2 separate regions of the Zea mays genome follow, and region 2 is linked to region 1. The links are chromatin contacts, called in public Hi-C maps. All regions are on one chromosome and are shown on one strand. Each heading gives the region's core, a stretch centred on a gene start, on an enhancer-like site or on the middle of the called end of the contact. The rest is flanking DNA. Distances are from core to core; before and after follow the strand shown.

Region 1 (3,514 bases), core at 310-2,809:
ACTACTGGTTATTACGGAATATACAAACCATGCATGCATCATATTTCACAAAATGCAATGCAGATATAGATATTACATGCATATTTAATTTATGCGAATTCATGTCTTTGCCCTCCACCCTCCACGTTTTCAGTACTTCCACACGCCATCCATCTCTATGGTGGTGGTGGTCGCAGGCCCTGGGCCGGCCACGGACATCATCGACGAGATCTCAGCGCCATTAGCCTGGTCGTCCTTCTGCGACACCATCGAGGACGGCCTACTCTCCGGCGCAGAAACATCGAAGCCGCCAGCGCAAGCTGTCCCCGCCGCGCCCATCTGGTGGTAGAAGCTCATGGGCTGCGGCGCGGCCATCGGATTGCCGAACAGGGCGGCGCCGTTGAGCTGGAACCCACCGGCGCCACCACCTATACCTGCTGCCATAGGAAGCATCGACATCCCCGCGCCAGCGGCGTTGGGGTAGTAGGGGGGCACCGGGTCCAAGGAGAAGTCTGGCAGCATGGGAAATTGCATCGGCATGGGGAAGGGGATGCCCGGGAAGTTGTTCTGATTCTGATCCATCTCAGCGCCGGCCATGGCCACCTGGTACGCCGGTGCAGCAGTGGTCTTCTTGATCCCAGTGGTCTTGTGGAACACACGACACACTACCCACTCATCCTGCTGCGCCGAATTTCGTTTTTGCAAACCAGGAGCGGAATCAGATTAGGGTAATTAGCAAAATAAAGCACATGTAGATCAATATGGATACATCCACATCATGCCGGTGCTGTTACACTACCGCTACTGCCACGCAACGCACCTTATAAGCAGAAGCTTTCAAGGCCGCCGCGGCGTTGGCGGCGGCTGAGCCGGTTGCGGACGCGAGGCCGGCGGGGAGCCTGCCGCTGCCTTCGAGCCTGTACTCGTGCATGACCCAGTTTGTCTTGTCACCCCTGGGAGCCCTGCCCCTGTAGAAGACGAGCGTCTTCTTCATGCCGACCAGTACCGCCACCCCTTCCGCGGCGTTGTAGACCTCCTTGTCCTTGCCCGTCGCCTTCCAGTAACCGGCCTCGGTGGCCCGGTTCGCCCTCAGCCCCGTCGGGTACTTGCGGTCCTTCTGGTAGAAGAAGTACCACTCTTTCTCGCCCATCTTCGCCTTGCCTGCATCATGCATGCGACCGACCGACTGAATTGAATCCACATCTCGATCGATCACTAGCCTAGGACAGGTATAGGCAGCATATATAGCAGCGTGCATATATCCACTGCACGCACGCACGGATATCAAGGCGATCGAGAATGATGCTTTGGTTACGTACTAGGGAGGTCCCATGGCTCAATCTTGTTTAGGTCGGCCTCCGTGATGGCGGTGCAGGTGAAGCGCGTGTTGAGCACCTTGTTGGTGAGGTAGAAGCTGACAATCTCGAAGTCGCTCGGGTGGAAGCGGAACCCTGGAGGCAGCCTGAGGCCGCCGCCGGCAGCGTCGTTCATCTCCTCCTGCAGCTGCGGCTGCTGGTCCGCCGCCATGGCTCTCTCTCTCTCTCTTGCCCCCGGCCCCCAACTGAGGTCAGTCAGTCAGTCAGAGATCCAGGAAGAGCAGCAGCAAAACCAACCGTAGTATCAAGCAAACAAAAGGATCTCAATATATAATCTGACAACGACAGTACTGAAAGAAAAACCCAACCGAAGCACACATACATGCACAAAAACTCTCTTCTTGAGCTGCAGGACCAAGTTGTTCGATCTCTGGTATTACAGTCAGTCAGTGAGCGAGAGGCACTGTGCCAGCCGCAGCGCGCGCGAGCGCGGCTTAAATAGGCGGGAAGCGTGTCCGCGCAAGCCACTTTCCGCCGAAGCCTCCTCTTTTTCTGGTGGCGTCTGTTTCTACTGGCCATTGGACGCTTGTTCTTTCCAACTGTGCCGCGCTTGTCCTCGCGCGCGCGGCCGCTGCTGGCGACAGACAGGTGCCCGGCTTCTGGAATGTCGTCTCTCGATCTGCCTGCGCGCGGCGTGAGACTGAGACCCTCCCTCCGGTTTGCCTGCGATTCCTGTGGACGTACGCGTCCGCACGCCGCTCTCGTATCCACCCACGCAGGCCGGCCGGCCGTCGCCGCCTCATCTGCATGAGGCGGCAACAGGAGGGCTGCTGTGCTGCGGCTGGCGCGCGTCGTCCCTCTCGTCGACATGCGCGCGCGTCAGCGGCCGGCTATATGCGCCCGCCTGCAAGCCCTTCGTGACCCAAGTCTGCGGACGACAGGCCGGATGGCGCGGGGTCCACGCTGTCTCGCACGCGGTGCAGGCGCTGCGCTGTAGACGCGCGTACGTACGTAGGCATCCATCTGGGACAAGCAGGCCGGTGACTGGGGTCGTCGTGATCTGGTACTGCTGATCATTGCGGGCGCCAGAGCGTCACTGCTCGACCCAGTACGTTTCCGGTGCATGGAGAACGCGCGCGGTGTGCTGGCTGACTCTGCTGGCTGTGTGTATGTATGTAGACACACCCTCATGTATCTATCTGCTCTGGACACGATACGATGATGTGTGTGTAGCCTGCGCTCACACTGTCACGCACAGAACCCGTGCGTATAGCTCTCGGTGCCCGAGACTGACAAGTGTGCGTCCACCAGGCGCGCCAGCCCCTGGAAACCATGGTCAGTTTTTAGCCCGCGTTACTGAGCCAGCTGCTTGATTTTATGCATGCATATGCAATTGCAGAGGATATTTTTTGCTTTTCTATTGCTTACTTTCGAAGGAATTGATTTAGCCAAGCAAGCTGCGTGATGATCCTCTTATCGAATTATCACGCATTGTGCGTGCTCTACATACAGATAGCTAGAGTAGTACGTCCATGCATGTGCCATGTATGCCTACGTGGTGCCGTAGTCCGCGCCGGGTGCATGAAGTGGCATGGCATGGCATGCCATGGCATGCTAGCGCTTTCCCTAGAAAAGTGGCGGCAACGTGCGCTTGTCCATGGGGACCATGGGTACATACGGTGCCATGCATGCATATATCTCATCACCTGTGATGCAACAAAGAAGACATGCCATGCATGCACGCATGAGTCTTGATCGTGACGTACTAGCTAGTCCACTCCCGCCAATCTGTTGGCGCCGCCGTCGTCCTAGGATTCCGCCGGTGCTTTAAGATTGTCCCACAATTTAATGCATGAAAAAACAATCGGATATAGCGTATCTCTCTTAATACATCCAAAAGATGCATGGTGTCATCCCAATCCACACGAATTAATGGCCACCCAAATCGAACCAGTCTAAAAAAAAAACTCGTCATGCGTAATTTGTTCAGAAAATCCTCGAACCCTTCTCTATATCCATATATAGTGTCACTGTAGCCAGAACCACCACGAGCGATGCCAGACCTTAGACTTAATTATTAGGGCCTGTTTGAAAGTACACTGGTTCCTATCCCGTGTTTCTAGAAACTGAATTATAAAGAAGAGTTGGGCTATGGTGTTTGGAACTTAGAATCTAAGGAAACAGTTTCTAGTCTTTTTGATACATAATTACTAGCATAC
Region 2 (3,514 bases), core at 473-2,972, 85 kb before region 1:
AAAATTTTAGAAATGAATCATTATTAGGATCCGGTGAAAATATTTAGAGAGGATATAGCCCTACATGCACTTCCTTAAAGGAGCTGAAAGGCAACAGAAAGACATCATCGGGAGAGAAGAAAAAGAGTGATTGGAAAGGTTCAAATGTGACCACGGACCTTTAATTTCAAGAGGCCTCCCTTTAATTTAAGCTGTGTGCGCATACGATCGAGTTCTTTTCGATCGGAAGGGCAACGACACTGGACCGTCTGATTAAACCGGTCTCTCTTGCACACTGCTTACATGCATGGTTAGATATATCAACAACATGACTCAGAGCAACAACGTACGTACGTACCATTTCATGCTATGCATGCATGATTGCAACCTTTTGAAGGAGCTTCTAATAACCCATCATGACCTAATCATATTAATATGCTGTCTTTTTCAGAGTACTACGATCGAGGTCAAACCGTAATGATTTCCTTTAACATTATTGTTTCTCATAGGGCATGGTACGTAATTAATCTGATTGTTATATATTTATTTGTAGGTAGCATCTAAATAAATCAATAAATTCGTTGCCATCGCCGCGAATTTCTAAGATCTCCAAACAGTTGCTAATGCATGTATCATGCATGTACGGACGAGGGCTATATATTAATCTCAGTTGCACTGGCAGGCTTTTGGCTAGATGATGAGAGAAAAAATGTATAAATGAAAGCACTGCAATAACCATAAACACTAATTAAAATTTTAAACAACATGAGATATTGCGTGTCTTCTGGCGCATGTGCTATATAAAGTATATATTAGCATAGCATTTCCAATGTTGTTACAATTTAATAACACTAAAAACTACCTGTGTTGAAGCAAAAACTAAGTTTTTCACTGCATCTTCCCTCAATATTATTTGAATTAACATGAGTGAGATCGTCGCTGATTAAGCCTTTGACCACACACGTTGAACATACCGTTCCTCACGCACATTTCTTACTCAGTTACGTACTCTTATAATTAATATATACACGTACGCATGTGCAGGGGTAACTAATTTTATACTGCAGGCCTGAGTGTAAATATTGTGTAACTCTGAATCAGATCGCTGCAAGTACGTATAGTATATATAGTAGCCGATCGAGACATGCATGCATGGCACGATCGTGTGGCAGTTTAATTACTGTTTATGCGGTTGCGTCAGTACGATCGATCAATCACGTGGTTGGAGGTTTAAACAATCATATATATGCCTAATATTTAATTGTGCACACCCATGCTAGCTAGCTATACCAGAGTATCAAACAGGCCTGATAAAAGGGTCGATCATTGCTTATTTTAACTTGTTCTTGTGTTCCTCTAAAGGTGATTGAGAAGAAGACAAAAGGGGTTCCGAGGGAATATATATGCTTTCCAAGCAAAGATGCTACTAGACTCCCCATTGAGAGATTGAGAGAGACGATGCAAAGTGCATGAAAAATGAAGCCGCGCGCGCCATTGGTTTCGCAGCCTTGATTGATGGATGTGCATGGATGGATCACGTTCACGTTGGTCGTTGCATTTTCCTTGGGTGATGCATGGGTCCACCTGGCTGGCACCTCTTGCAGGTGGTCTACTCCATCTCCTGCCACCGAGGCCTGAGCCTGAGGGAGGTGAGGTGACGCGCGTGGACATGAACGGGGCCGCCCGGTCGTCGGCCGTGCATGCATGCAGGCCCGCATCGCATGGTTCCGATGGGATTGGGAGGCAGCAGGGGCCATGCATGCACGGCCGGCCGGCCGGGGCTCTCTCTCGCTCTCGCTCTCGCGCGCGCGAAGGCTACGACGGTCGATGATGATGAATTGGACGGTCGGCGACGACCGGCCGGACCGGGGTCCCCGTCGGCGGCGACCAGCACCCAGGCTTTCCGGGCTCAATTATACACGCTCTCCTCTCCCGCGCCTGGCCGCATGGGCACACAGATGTAAGCCTGCAGCACGCCCAGCCATGCTGTAGCGCAGTCGTCAGCACTGCACTGCACTCAACTGAACTGACTGAATCTGCATTCAATTGGTAGCCCTGCCTGTGCCTGGAGAGGCCACTAAACCTTACCTGCCTGCAGGCTGCATCCTGCAGCTAGCAACGCCGCAGGTAGCCCAGCACGCGCGTCCGACCCGTTGGGTTTAGAGAAGAACCTAGTTTTGGATGTGTTTTGTTAGAATACAAGGTGCTGTTTGGTTCAAAAAATGTAACGCAAATGGTAATGATAATGGTTTCAGTTCGATTACTGGCGGTAACAAATTTGAATAGGCTGGTATCAAATTTTAGTGTGATATCTGATTACGGTTGGACTAAAACAAACATGATTTAACGTTATCCGTTACCTATTACGTTACAAATATGTGAACCAAACGGCACCCAAGTGAGTTGGCCGTCTCTATGTACCTCGGTTTAAGCTTTTGATCAAACTGGTCGATGCTCATCTCAATATCGGTTATAGCTGCAGCATTTCAACAACTAGCTTTAATTTAATTTGAAACGAACAGCACGCCTTGATGCCGGTATGTATGCTGTATGCAGATCAGCAGATGTGTCCGCTCGCTGACACAGATGATGACATGCATCGTGCGTATCTGCAGTCCAGACGTAAAAACCAAATAATAATAATAATAATCGTTGCATGTCTCTCCCCGCGGCCGCGGCAATCCCTGCATGGCTGAATATAGACATCGATCTCAGACATGTGTGTAGGCTATCGTCGTGTGAGATTTCAAGATCGTCACCTTTGTGCGAGTGCGACTAGAGATGGCCAGATGGGCCGGGTCAGTCGGGCCGGCCCGAGGCCCGGCACGATTTGTCGTGCTTGAGCCCGGCACGGTACGATGGCATTCGGGCTAGTGCCGACCCGACACTACGCCCGTGCCGGGCTTGGGCCGCGACCAAGGCACGCCGTGCCGGCCCGGCACGGCCCGTTTAAAACGGCAGGCCCGATAGGCCCGATCGCATTTCCTTCCCTAACCCTAACCCTAACCTAACCGCATACGCACACCCGCCCCCAGTCAGTCGCGCACTCGTCTCGTTCTCTCCGCTCCGCTCTCGCCCCTCGCCCGGTCGCCGCCTCGCCCCGTCGCTCGTCGGTTCCCTCGGCGGCTCGGCCCTCGCGGTGCTCGCCTCGCCGGCCGTCGATTCCCTTCCCTCGCGTTGGTCGCCTCGGTTCCCTCGCGGTGCTCGCCTCGGTTCCGCCTGGTCTCCCCTCGGTTCCCTCGCGGTGCTCGCCGCCTCGCCCTGTCGTCCCCGTCGACCGCCGCCTCGCACCCAGTTCCATCGACGTCGAGGCGTCGGCCGTCGCGCGTCGTGCTTCCTGGATCTGGATGCCCCATCCTCGACACGTCGTCGGTAACAATATTCTGTATCCCCATTCCCTAGCGCTTCCCCCCTCTGCTATGGACTCCGGTGGATCTGTGGATCTGCCTCTCCTCTGTCTTCTCCATCACCGATGGTCTGCGGATCTGCTTCCGGCTCTAGATCTGATCTGGTAAGGTAAAGCTTCACACCTCCT

The links. Hi-C and Micro-C count contacts between places; a contact is called where the count stands out from the background.
Region 2: a contact with region 1 is called in a Hi-C map of ear, with 5 times the contacts expected there. The contact joins the enhancer-like site here to the promoter of LOC606433 in region 1. A contact is called at or near these places in 5 of 25 Hi-C or Micro-C datasets (ear, leaf, root tip and 1 more) and 1 of 3 datasets of contacts at active chromatin or transcription factors (leaf).

What each region holds. Positions count from the first base shown.
Region 1 is chr8:7,708,043-7,711,556 of Zm-B73-REFERENCE-NAM-5.0, reverse strand. LOC606433 (NAC domain-containing protein 100) reads right to left here and starts at 1,559. Exons shown (of 3, transcript NM_001308499.1): 1 at 1,299-1,559; 2 at 800-1,140; 3 at 1-660. The coding sequence starts at 1,506. The coding sequence ends at 130.
Region 2 is chr8:7,792,744-7,796,257 of Zm-B73-REFERENCE-NAM-5.0, reverse strand. No RefSeq gene overlaps it. Among protein-coding and RNA genes, the nearest start is that of LOC103634721, 6.1 kb to the left of the region's middle. Within about 2 kb of position 1,722, at least 10 of the 20 cell types and tissues checked have an H3K27ac peak or open chromatin away from gene starts, as enhancers often do. A contact at or near this core is called in ear and tassel, where this site is marked.